Linked DNA regions of Columba livia: region 2 is linked to region 1. A link is a contact called in public Hi-C data. All regions are on one chromosome and are shown on one strand. The core of a region is the stretch at or near the end of the contact, and the rest is flanking DNA. Distances in the headings are between cores, read along the strand shown. Region 1 has its middle 14 kb from the start of CREB1. Region 2 holds the start of MDH1B (malate dehydrogenase 1B).

The links. A called contact is a pair of places that touch in the nucleus more often than the background predicts.
Region 2: a Hi-C map of crop shows a contact between it and region 1, with 2.1 times the contacts expected there. The contact joins the promoter of MDH1B here to the enhancer-like site in region 1. A contact is called at or near these places in 2 of 2 Hi-C or Micro-C datasets (crop and liver).

The regions. Positions count from the first base shown.
Region 1 is chr7:36,776,365-36,782,773 of bColLiv1.pat.W.v2, forward strand. No RefSeq gene overlaps it. Among named protein-coding and RNA genes, the nearest start is that of CREB1, 14 kb to the left of the region's middle. Within about 2 kb of position 4,942, at least 1 of the 3 cell types and tissues checked has an H3K27ac peak away from gene starts, as active enhancers do.
Region 2 is chr7:36,931,193-36,937,563 of bColLiv1.pat.W.v2, forward strand. MDH1B (malate dehydrogenase 1B) reads left to right here and starts at 2,128. Exons shown (of 11, transcript XM_065069437.1): 1 at 2,128-3,740; 2 at 5,185-5,350. It overlaps FASTKD2 (FAST kinase domains 2), which reads right to left. Exons shown (of 12, transcript XM_065069430.1): 4 at 5,167-5,275; 5 at 3,578-3,701; 6 at 1,994-2,133; 7 at 1,529-1,701; 8 at 1,006-1,169.

The DNA.
Region 1 (6,409 bases), core at 3,692-6,191:
TCACCACAGAGAAAGATCAGCTTTTCTTCCCCTTGCATTTAAACTGATTTGATGTACAATAGGCACTGAAGCAACCCAGAAATCTCCACGTGGGTCCTGAACTGAGGTGATTGCTTTTTCTAGGGATCCCCCATCTGGTGCGGGGACTGCGGGCTGTCCAGACAGAGTGACATCTCCATGCTACCTCCGATGGCTTTCAGGAATGGGCACCACATGAGTTTGCAGTGCATAGCTAGCAAAAGAAAAGAGAAATCGAGGTAAATATGCATTTTGCACATCAGACGCCTTGCTCGCAGGGGCTGGTTGCTGAGGGGCTGGCCGTGGGTGCCAAGAGCCCTGGGGTTTTGCTGCTCTACCGAAGGGAGATTACAGCATGAGGTCTGTGTGTTTTAAAGCAGTAGGCAAGGCAGGGATGCCTGGTGCTCTGCCAAGTATGCAATCTTGAGTGCTGGACTCTCAAGCCAACAAGAGGGAGGCCAAGGAAGACAGCAAGAACTTTTTTTCTGCATCTTAATTTATAGATGTTTCCTTAATCCTCTCGCAGACCTCATCTGTTTGAGAAATCAGGTTCATATGTCATCCGTAATGTCTGCTGCCAGACAAATAGCACCATAGCATCTGCAATTTCCATAAGTGTGTTGCACTTTGAAGACGGAGATACATGGGACACTTCAGCATAGCTTGCTTTTAAGAGCCGCAGGATTTGCCTCATCAACGTGAAGGTCTATTTGCTGTTCAGTGCACACTGGTATTAGTTTCGAGTTGCTCAGATGCATCAAGAGCAGAAGAGCTCGTTGCTCTGGGAAGGTACTGTCAGCCAATGCATTGCCCAGATCTTCATTTAGAAGGCAAAAATTGAGAGGAAGCCTCAAAAAAGGAGAAAAAAAGGCAAAAAAAAAAAAAAAGGCAACCCTATAAACCTTACATAATTTCCTGAGTTTCATTCATTTTGCTGTAATTTTACACATGTCTTCACATTAAGTGCTTACATTGTCAGAGGAGCACTCAGGATAAGTAATGTCACTCAGCGAGTCACAAATGGAAGCTATGTCGGCTGGCGTTGCAAAATGGATCTATAACTGGCTTTTTGTCCCTCAATTTGAGATGATCTAATTCGATTTCTGTGATTTACGGCTGGGAGGAGGATGCTCACCGTCCTCCCACTCCCTCTGTGCGCCTGGGCTCTATGTCTTCCCCTCTTCTGAATATCCCAGGTTTTGGAGGTAATTCATTTCTGAAAGGGCAGTGCACGTATCTCCTGCCTATGCCAATTTGTACACCAGTAACTGGAAGGGGCATTTTTTTACCTGTCCTTGCTGACAGCCCAGGATAGCAAGTATCACTCATGCCAGCCCTGAATTTGGAGATCATGGTGAAACTGCATTTGTAAGAAAAACGAGCGAGGCGTTTGGGGTGAGTTATGGACACCCACAGGAATTTACCACCGCACCGTGGAGCTGCCGGTGACAGCGGCAGTGCCCGTGTCATCCCAGGCTTCTGCTGCTGCTTGAAATCCTCTTCTTGGCTTGTTTATTTGCTTGCCGTAGCTCTGACACAAAACTTCCCGCATCTGTGGGTTTCCCTGGGTTTCAGTGGGGTTCAGATCAAAGCCGTGACATATAAAAATAAACAGTCTATAAAATCTCACAAGCTACTACTCAGGCAAAGAAAGAATCGGCGCTTAATGTACTGTGCCTGATTTAGCAAAAGAGGTGTTGCATCTCAGTATCAAATATGATTAATATTGAGATAACCATGCACATATGGGCAAAATTTACTGCTGGCTATCGGCAGTGGCAGGACAGACAGACTCCTGCCATGACCCTGGCAGGTCTCTCATGGCTTTCCCAGCACCCTCTTCCCTCTCTGCATCACACTCGAGTCATGAATATATGTATCAACTATAGAATAGTCTTAAGGAAACATTCATCTTGCAGAGCAATGCCCATTGTTAAAGACTTTTAGGAAAACAAGCCCATTTGAGCACAGAGCTGGAAATGAGGACATTCTCACAATAATTTTTTCTTCGGGTTAACAGCTTTCAAATAAGCAGGTGAAACGGTCTGAGGTGATTAAAGCAGTAGAGAAGATTAGTTTTGTTATATATAATCACCTTTGCTTTTCTTTTATGTGTGGAGTGATTTTCTCAGCAGGATGTGTTATCTGTTTCAGGGAACGCTAGATTTTTTTTTTTTTTTTTAATGTAAATCAGCTTTTTAATCTTTTTGTGCCAATTTGATAGACTGCAATAGCAATTCTGTTTGGTGGTAGTTTCCCCCCTTCCCCAGGCACTTCTTTGTCTTTAATTGCTTTAATTGTTCTAATTCCAATAAACCTGGGATCACACCTTGGCTTGTGGAAATTTGCTGAGGGTCTGTGATGTTCAGCATGGAGCTGCTTCTCCAGACCTCTTTATCAGCTCACAAAAGTGGGGTGTGGGGACACGATGGAGCGAGGGGCGGACCTCCTCTAGGATGGGTTACACTTCATCCCAACTCCATTTCACCCCTGCTCATACAGGGAGTGGACACGTTCTTCACCCTGCCTGCCCTGTCTTCTCAAAGAGATGAAGTTTTGGGTTGAACAGAGGCTCTCAGAATTCACATGTGTTTTGTTTGTTTGTTTGTTTACTATTGCAACTTTTGCTTCGTTCTGTCACCCTCAGCCCTCTCCTCACTTTATGGGGAGGACACATCTGCCCATAATGGGACATTCCCATCCGAACTCCTGTGCTGCTCACTGCCTCAGAGAACAGACCCTGAGCTGTTGCTCCACATTGGATTACAGCCAGAAAGAAACGAAAGGGGCAATTTGGCATCCTCATGCATTTTATTGGTGATCCGAGATAATTTCAGTCTGGTAAAATATGTCCCTCCATCAGTCCCTGGGCCTCAGTGGGGCATCCTTGCCGAAAGATGCAACGTGGAGAAATGCCTCCATCAGTATAGGGATGTATTCCGCCCTGGTGAGACCACATCTGGAATATTGTGTCCAGTTGTGGCCCCTCAGTTCCAGAAGGACAGGGAACTGCTGGAGAGAGTCCAGCGCAGGGCAACAAAGATGCTGAAGGGAGTGGAGCATCTCCCGTGTGAGGAAAGGCTGAGGGAGCTGGGGCTCTGGAGCTGGAGAAGAGGAGACTGAGGGGTGACCTCATTCATGGTTACAGATATCTAAAGGGTGAGTGTCAGGAGGATGGAGCCAGGCTCTTCTCGGTGAGAACCAGTGATAGGACAAGGGGTAATGGGTTCAAACTGGAACACAGGAGGTTCCACTTAAATTTCAGAAGAAACTTCATCTCAGAACACTGGACCAGGCTGCCCAGGGAGGCTGTGAAGTCTCCTCCTCTGCAGACATTCAAACCCGCCTGGACACCTTTCTGTGTAACCTCATCTGGGTGTTCCTGCTCCGGCGGGGGGATTGCACTGGATGAACTTTTGAGGTCCCTTCCAATCCCTGACATGCTGTGGTTCAGTGGTTCTGTGTTCATGATGGTGCATGAGCTCATACAGCCTGTCAGGTACACGGTGGGGCAGAGAAGAGCCTGAGAAACAATTTCACACAACCCACTTGGAAAACAGTCCCCGGAGCAGCCCGGATGAGAAGGGCCATCTTGGGAGTGCTGGGAAATGAGTGTTCATCTGTCAGAGGCATCTTTGAAGAAGGTGGAGATGGCTGCACTACCCAGCTCTGATGGGGCTCTCCCTGCGTTTGTGATGCTGCCTGCACCAAGAAGCTCCAAATTCAAGGAGATGGTAAAAAGAGGTTTTATTTCCAAGGAAATTGTGTCTAGAAGGCACAGGTCAGCCCGGAGATGCAATCCTCCTCACCCAGCCCCTCTCCCCAGGCTCCCCAGTCCAAAAGCTGGCAGGATGAGGCGGGCTGCTCTTTTGATTAAGTCACTATGGGGGCACACACCAGCTCTGGGGTCACTGACTGCTTCTATAGAAAAGTTAAGCTTTATTGGGAAATAAAGAAGGAAAACACTAGATTATTATCAGGGAGGAAAAAAAGGTTACAGTAAAAAAGGGAATTAAGAGAAAAATAACAAGTTGACCGTTATTAGGGAGGGAGATGCAAAGAGATAAAAGAGATAAGGGGGGGAACAAACATCTCGTACAGTATATTAGGCTTCAGTGTGGATGTAAGTATAAAATGCTCCACAAGTCCTGTAATTGAGAAAATCCATCAAATGTCCTGACAGCTGTTCCAGCATTTCCAGAAGCGATAAAACTTGAATTTATTTCACTTCTGGAAAGGGGGCAGTATCACCTTCTGGCGGCTTTAATGAAATGCCATAAAATTTGAGGAAAAACTGTGCTGTAAAGCAATAAAAAAGGGCAGTCAGCAGTGGGTTGTTTGCTGAAACACTGTCAGGGGGGACGCAGTGGGGTGGACGTGCTTCCGATGGCCACGACACCCAACTTGCTGGAGAGGACCTGGGAGAGGCTTGTGTGGTTTCCACCCATGGTCGGCCAGCCCCAGCACCCGGGCCAGCTTGGAGCAGAGAAAGGCTGTGACTGTGGGTACCAAGGAAATCTAATTGTTTTTTTTAACTCTGTCACTTGGTAACAGGAGAAAACGTGGTTGCTGCAAAACGCCTCCCCTTCTACAGTAGCTGCTCGGCAGTGCGCTTGTTTTCCTATTTAATTTGTTAATTGAAACTAAATTTGTAATACACCGTTTAACTTATTTGAAGACTCCCGGACTCCGTAATTTAGCCCTAATTTGTTGGCAGGAGAGTGCACCTTTTGCATACATTTTTTCTTTTTGGCTCACCATCATCTCTCACATAATTGCTGAGACGGTTTCCTTCCATTGCCTAATTTTGTGTAAATGCCGCAGGCACCTTGGGAGTCAGCATTACTACCCCCAGCTGGCAAATGTTATGGATCTAGGTAATACGTTTAAACAGGAATGGAAAGAGAAGCCTAAAAATAGAAGGGAGGGAAGAAATGGTGCTGGCCGTGCAAAGGGAGCTGGCGGGGGGTACCACTCACACTTTACCTTCCCTGGGTGACACAAGGGGAAAGTTGCCGGGAAAGCAGAATGAAAGCCACTGATTTGCTCCCAGTTATGGTTTAGTGATGTAAAATCCTCCATGCCAAACAAAAAGCTGGGGGTGAGGCTGTAAAAACGATCTGGCTAACGTGTGTCCCAGTCATTACAGGCAGTAAATCTCTGTGTAATGCCGGTTTCTGCTCCGTGACCCCCTGTGCCACCGGGAGTACGGCCACGGCCACTGCTGTGTTGCTGCCAGCATCTCACACTCTCAGGCACCTCCAGTGGTTGATGAACCTTTTGGGGAGTAACTGGGACAGCTGTATGGGATGAGAAGTCTGTACTTTGGTCAGGCTGCGGTTTCCAGAAGCTCAGCTGGGGGATGCATTTGGGGGTGGGTGTCTGCTGGAGGGGGTTCAGATCCAGGGAGGCATCTCATTGCCAGTGTGCACGAGGTGGGGCTGCCTGTGCTCCATGGCACGCTGAGCGCTTTCCACCACGAACCAGACAATAAAGAGAGAAAAGCTGAAAGGTGGTCTGCTAAAGGACTATGGAATTCCTAAGTAGGCTGTTCTTTTCATACACGTTGGCGGATTTTGGCCAAATCTGAGAGGCTGAGTCCTGCTGATAACCCCCGTGCTGCTTGTTCTGTGTTCCCAGCCTGAGTTCCCTGCTGCTGGCAGGGATGTTGAAACAAGCAGGGAATGATCGTTTTCAACCAGCAATGATAATTCGGAGCCCTTTTCCCTGATGGGCGAGATGCAGCTCATGGCTAAAGGCCCAGCGATGTCTGTGGGGGGAGCCTGGACCAGCCCCGGCGTCTGACTGGGTGTCACAGCTGTGTGCTAGACTGAAAAAAACAGAGCTTTTTTTCCACAATAAGTAATCTGAGGCAGCCCACGATTTCCAGTAGGAATTAAATGAGTTCTAGGGAGGGGACTTCCCAAGACTTCGGTGGCAGCCTGTCAAGGAGCTGATACTAAAATACCCCTCGGCATGAGCGGGGCAGAGCTGACCCCCTTGGTGAGGGATGGCACCGTGATGGCATCGTGATGGCATTCCCGGCTGTGGGAAGGATTCTTCTGTTTAACCCAAAGTCCAGATTTCTGTGTGAGGGTTCCCATAGCAACCAGGCTGCGAAGATTAAATATTTAAAAATATGGAAGTGATGCCAGTGAATGCAAGAACTTTGGGGCAAGCAGTATCTCCCCGCTCCATCCCAAGGGAGGAGCATACGCTCCTACAGCAAGCCAGGCGCTTATGGCGTCTTTCCAAGTGTGGCTTGGTCATGGTCCACACCGGTGTCCCATGGCCCTGCCACTGTCATCCCCCCTGCAAGGCTTCCCCTGGCTAGAGAAGCCACCCTGTCCATCGCTCCACTCATCACCCTGCCCATCAGTCTCCGTGGGGC
Region 2 (6,371 bases), core at 878-3,377, 150 kb after region 1:
AATTACATCCAATGTATCATCTTGAGGGTCTCTTCCAACCAAAATGATTCTAGGATTCTGTGATCTCACAGAATTTTTCATTTTACTATCATTTATAGTCTATTCTGGCAAATTAATTTCAATCCAGAAATCGAAACCCAATTGTTTTTTTACTGAATATTATTGAGTATCTTCAATATATTGTTAAATATACACCTTCAATTCACTAATTATAATATTAAAGACCATGGCTGGAACCTGCCTATTCATTCAGTCTTTCACCCCTACTGTACACAGCTCTGCGCATGGTATTGGTTATTCCAGGAAACCTAAGGAGAACATGGAATGGGAGAGCATGTACAAAAAACCATTTATAAAACCCAGACAAGCAGAAGGGTATTTATAAAACAAAGAAGGGATATCAGACTTGGCCATAATTTTGAAATGGTACTTTCAGAGTACTAAGCTGCACAAACTCTAAGCAGTTACAGCTTTGCAGCTTTCAGGTTCAGTTCCAGCAGGCAGTGTTTTACTGTACACTGCAGCTCTGCTCTGCTCAACTACCCTACTGGCTGCACAGAACTGTAATATGGAAACCAAATTCTCCTACAAACCATTTCAAGTTCCTCATTGTAACTTGAAACAGTCGAAAAATCCCTTTTACTCGTGATTCCAGGTACTAAGGTTGGTTTACAAAGGTTCAGACTTCCTGTGTTTTTAAAAATTCCTGAACATCTGTCAAAGATAGAACCCCTGGCTCTACCATTTTCACAAATCTCATATTCACCTCTCTCCATGTACACATCTACTATTAAACTACTGCCACCAGGGGACCCAAGACAATAAGTTGGATGCCCTAGCACAGACACAGATCACTTAGTTCACCTGCATTAGCTTTGTCTTAAGGACTTCAACTTGAATATAAATCATTGTTTAAGTTCTAAATTTTTAAAACAATTACAACAAATGATGTACGGAGGCAGACTATCCTTTTTCAAACAAGAACATGACAAAGTAAGGCCTGACCTGATAGTAGAAGTTCGTTCCTGCTGTCCTTTTGCAGCAGCTCATCAAGTGCCTGATTAGGAAGATACCCTAAGATGCAAAGTGAATACGCTGCCTTCAGCAGTTCTGTGTTGGAAATCTGAGGTAGGTACTTAATCAAGCAGCTATGAAGAGTCTCAAAAAACCTTTTCCAAAAGCAGAAGAAAAGTATCTAAGTACACAAACAAGGCTATAGAAAATACAGATTTCAAACAAAAACACAAGTCAGAAATCTTTATTCTATTGTATAATTATATGTTGTGTAATCTAACACTAGCTTTTGATTCTTCTTTAAGGACACAGCTGCCTACCAACAGATTTAGTAGCCTGGTCAGTCTAGAACCAAGGTCTCAATTTTCCATTACAGAGGAAAATTCCTATGTAGAAAAAAATTACCTTACAGATTAATAAAACAGGATTATGAACTCTTTCACAACTTAGTTGTCATACATGACTCTATACTGACTACATAACGTATTATCAGGCATTCTAAATGAAAACCTACAGATTCTTTTGGCCTCTGGGAATATAGTAGAGTCTTGAATAAGCTCGGAGAACAATCAAAAGGCTTTTCAAGTTGAGGAATTCAGGGTCTTCTGTCACCTTCTCAGCAAAAACACCCATCAGCTCATGAGGCTGAAAGGCGAGTGTCTCAAAGGCAGAAAGGAGAAGGACAATCTAAAAGACAAGATAGAATTATAAGGTCAAGAAAGCCAGTGGATCCTATCTGTTGATTTTGTAACAGGCATTTTTAACGAAAGCAACTTTTTCAAACTGCAACACCTCTTTTATTTCTTATTTATTTATTCATCAATAAATAGAAGAGCATTTTAAAAAATTAACTGTATCAGCTTCATCAGATTGGTGTTCATAAAAAATGTGTTCTCTAAAGATCAAACACAAACTTGAAGTAAGGTAAAATGGAAAGCACCAGAAATGTCTTATGCTACTTGTACCACTCTAAACTCACCTGTCTTTTGTCCCAAAGGCAGGCAGCAGAATGAACATAGTCTGCTAATGCTGAGAACAGTTTTACATTACGGTACTGGAGATTGTAACAAGTTTCCAGAATGAGGATTAACGTCCGAAATGGAACATCATGAACATTCTCTGCAACGGAAGAGCAAAAAAGGACAAATGATACAAAGCAATGGGAGTTGTAGGTTGGGAGATACTGTGGGAACAGTTTGGCTGAAGGATGGAGAAGTGGAAAAAAAACCCAACAAACAACAAGGAACTGTGGAACAGACTGAGACTGGTTAGGCAAAATCAACTGAGCTAAATCACATGGAAGAAACAGAGGCAGAAGAAAACAAACCGAGTCAGGACCAAGCTAGAAAGGGATAAATCACCAAAAGGGGACAAATCAACAACAGAAGCAAGAAGACTCTGTTCCCAGAAGATCTTCTGTTCCAGGATTCATGTTGCTGGACACTTTGACCTTAACTTCTCTCTTCTGCAGAATTAGAGAACTAATATCATCACTAGGTCACTCCCTTGCTGCTGCAAAAATTAGCTCAATAAGTACCCATGAAATACACAGTTACAAGAATTCTGGTCAGGTCCCCAGCTATGGAAGAGAGGGCTGCGTTCTTAAGAGCCCCAGCACAGGATGTGAAGAACCTGCTGGAGAATTCCTTTGCCCCATGGTCCCCAAAGCGTGCTTCTCCCTCCTCTTCCGAATCCATCTCCAGCCTCTGACAGGGGTCATTTCTGTCCAGAAATTAATTGCACTGTCCCCAGAACATAATTTACATGATGTGCAGCATGTAAGACCTGAAAACGTGCACTAAAAAATGCAAAACAAATAGAGTAGCTGCTCACTCTGTGTATGCCACCTAGTCTGTGTACTCAGTGTGGAATACCCCATATATGTTATTAAAGACAGTGTCCTAACACCTACAACAAACAGTAGCTGTACAGGCAGCCCAAACACTCCTGCTTCATTTATGTTAAGAATGCTATTTTGCTATTTTACTGGGTTTTTAGACACAAATTCAAACGTATTTCAAGTCTGAATCAATACATACTGACCACATATACTTAAGAAATGTATTCTAAAGGTATGGAGAGAGGTGAAAGCATTAGTTTAACTTATTTTTTTTTTTTTTCTGGGCTGCAGCATGAGGTCAATTAAGCAGCATTCAATAATGAAATCCAGTTCACCAGGGAAACACTATGTTCCCTTTAGTTTATCAACTAATCACACTAAGCCACCAATTCGTCCTGTAAGATGTCCATTTCCAATTCAGATTTGTTTTAAAAGTTTATCTGAAATCTACTTTTTCTTGCTAAATTCAACTCTTTTTCCTAAAATGTAAAGAAAAATATATAGTTCAGGTAAATGTTAAGAAGGCCAGAGAATTATTTGCTTTCATTATCAATAAGTAATTTTCTGTCTTGCTCCTTGTCAAATGGCTCCGCATTACTGTAATATCTTGTAAGGCAAAGATGTTTCCTGAGTTTTAAAGGAAATCAGAAAAGGGAGATGAGACAATAATTAGGAAGAATTTGGTATAAGGAAGGGAAATGTAATAAACATGTTTTTTCTTACCCTGGATCTTTTTACTGCAGGCATTCAGGATTGGAATGGAACAATAATTCATTGCAGCAAGAGCCAAAAACACACGCAGAGCATTCGAGAAAGTCAGACGGTCTATCTCTTTCAGAACTGCCATCTAAAGTGAATTAGAGTTTATGAATCCTTCATTCTTCAGGTATATTATCACTGCTTTCTTAGCCTGCTCAGACTTATATGAAAGAAAAAGGAGCAACAAACAGCAAAAGTATAAAGTAACTACTCTCAATTTCTTACTACACAATTATAGCAGATCAAGTGTTCTATAGCCATGTCACTATGCAAGTTCCCAGAAATTTGCCTTTATATGGATTTTTTAAAAGAAGTCTCAGTAGAGCTTATTTCCAAACACTGCAAATATGTATCTTCTACCAACTCTTAAAAATGTAGCAAAAATATAATTGGCATAGTTGACTTATTTAATAGTGCTCCAATTACTGTTTTGGATGCACATGAAAGCTGCAAGCCTTCAAAGTGATCCACCAGCACACTGGGTGCTGTACCTTTAATACAAACACCCAGCTACAAATGCACACTGAGGCACAGAAGGTCAGCTCTGTTGCCACAGAAGAGACTTCATTTATCAAAGCAGTAATTAGATTGAAATAAATGACAGTAAAAATGAGACTACAAAGTATATTGGCTATTAAAACACAATATTCTTACTGCATGCCTATCAAAGGTTAAACATAAAATGCATCTACAATAGAAATTACACAGTATTAAAAATAGCACCCTGTAGGCTCGCAAAATTAAGAGCTCCCTTCAGTTAACAAGTGGAAAGGTTACTTTCCTCTTGGTTCCACATTCCACCATATCTTCAGCCAGTTTCTCATCATCTTGTGAGTAGTACCTTGTCCAAGGTTTCCTGATTTACTTAAGTCAAACACATTGCGTGAGCCCCCTGCACTGCTCTATTCTTGCCCAGTTTCCCATCACCGTTATCTTCCCTCACTTCCCCACAAATACTACTATGAACTCTGACATCAGAGCCCTTTGGCTACGTGATGAAAACCTTAGCAGACCCTGTTTGAAAGAAGGTTTCAAAAAGTGTCTATAATCAGGGGACAAAACCCACTACACCCTACCATAAAACCTTCTCCCAGCCCCTATATTTCCCAGGGGACCTTTCAGACACAGAGAAAAGAGAAGGCTGTGAGCTAGGTGAATTCTCCTGGCATCTCACTCCCATCGGTCCTCTAGTCTGCTGTCTTCTGGTCTTCCAGCCACAAGCCGGGCAAGGGAATCGGGGAACAGCCTGTAAATGCTTCTATGAAATACCATGTAGCCAACCCAAACAAGAGGTGAGGGCGCTGCTATTTTAATGGCTCGATTCCTTTTGTACCACCTCCATTGCTTTCTGCCCCCTTTCATGGTGGGATATCCCCAGTGTCCAAATTTAAGTTCCTCCTGCAGATATAACTGGACTATGACTCATACAGCAAATGCTATTAAGATCTATTAGATTTTCTCTTGGAGTGTCTGGAAAGAAACATACACAATTTATAAATGATGCAAGAGCACAGGCTTTGTGGAAGTAAAAATGAGCCTCCTACTAAATTTACCTCTAATTTCTTTTTCAGAAAGACTGGAGCATCTTTTCCCACACATTTCATCAGGTTTTGCAGCATAAAGATGTCTCTGATACTTGGAATGCGCTGCTCCACTAGTAATCTGATGAAGAAACACACACAAAGCCTTCAGCTAGAGAGTTAACTGACAGAGTTCTCCTCATTTCAGCAGAAACAGGTAGGTAGCCCCACTCTGCCTCACTGATGGACTCCCAAGTTAAAGCTGTAATTCTCTGCTCCTCTCCCACCCCCTTTTATGCAAGGCTGGCATAACTCTGCAAATATAGCTGCAGCACGGATATTTTCCCACACAGAAATAGTTATTTATGCTTTCTTAATGTTATCCTGATAGATGAGTGTTTTTGCTGATACATTACCAGCAGTGGCACCTGTCCAGTCTGCACATGTGACTCTGCAGATGTGAGTGCTGTTAAGCCTCAAGGAATTAACTCTATTCTGCAGGAAGTCATCTATGTGCAGGCAGGTTCTGAAACTTGGGGACAGACACTGACAACAACTTGGTGCAACTGAGGGAAAAAAACACACAAGCAGTGCTTGTGGGCTGCAGGAACAGAAGGGGTTATCGTAACACCGAGGGATGATAAGCACAAGATGAAGGAGTTCTGCATTCCCAGCACCTCCTGTTCTGGCTCAGATGGAGGTAATTGTTATGTGTGAATCACCCTTAAATAACCCAGCTACAAAAACATGAAGTGTTACTTTCTAAGGCAGTGCACTTGCTCTGAAGTTCATCCCTGCAGATGTGGCTTCTTGCAAATGGGTAAGAGCTCCAGACATCAAGAGAGAGAAAAAGCTATAGTTTGATCTCCTGCTTTCTATCAACTTACAAAAGCTGTCTACCTGAGCTTCCAGGAGAACCTGCTTTTTGCCTAACACATCCACCTTCTCAAAGTAGGACCTGACACAGGACCAGAAGCACTAATCCACGGCAAATTTTGTGACAACCTAAGTAAAAATCCCAGGAGTAAGCAGACTGGTTACCCATATAAAATCCATTAGCCCACCAAAAAAAAATCACTACAGCCAAAGAAGTTATTCTGATAAAGCACTACACAGGCAGCCTTGCTGGACACAAAGATAAAGTCTAAATTTGTCTTAATTTTAACTTACTAAATTAAAAGACAATATTCCCTTGCTGTTAAACAGCACTTTTCATCATGACAAATCAAAACACCTCA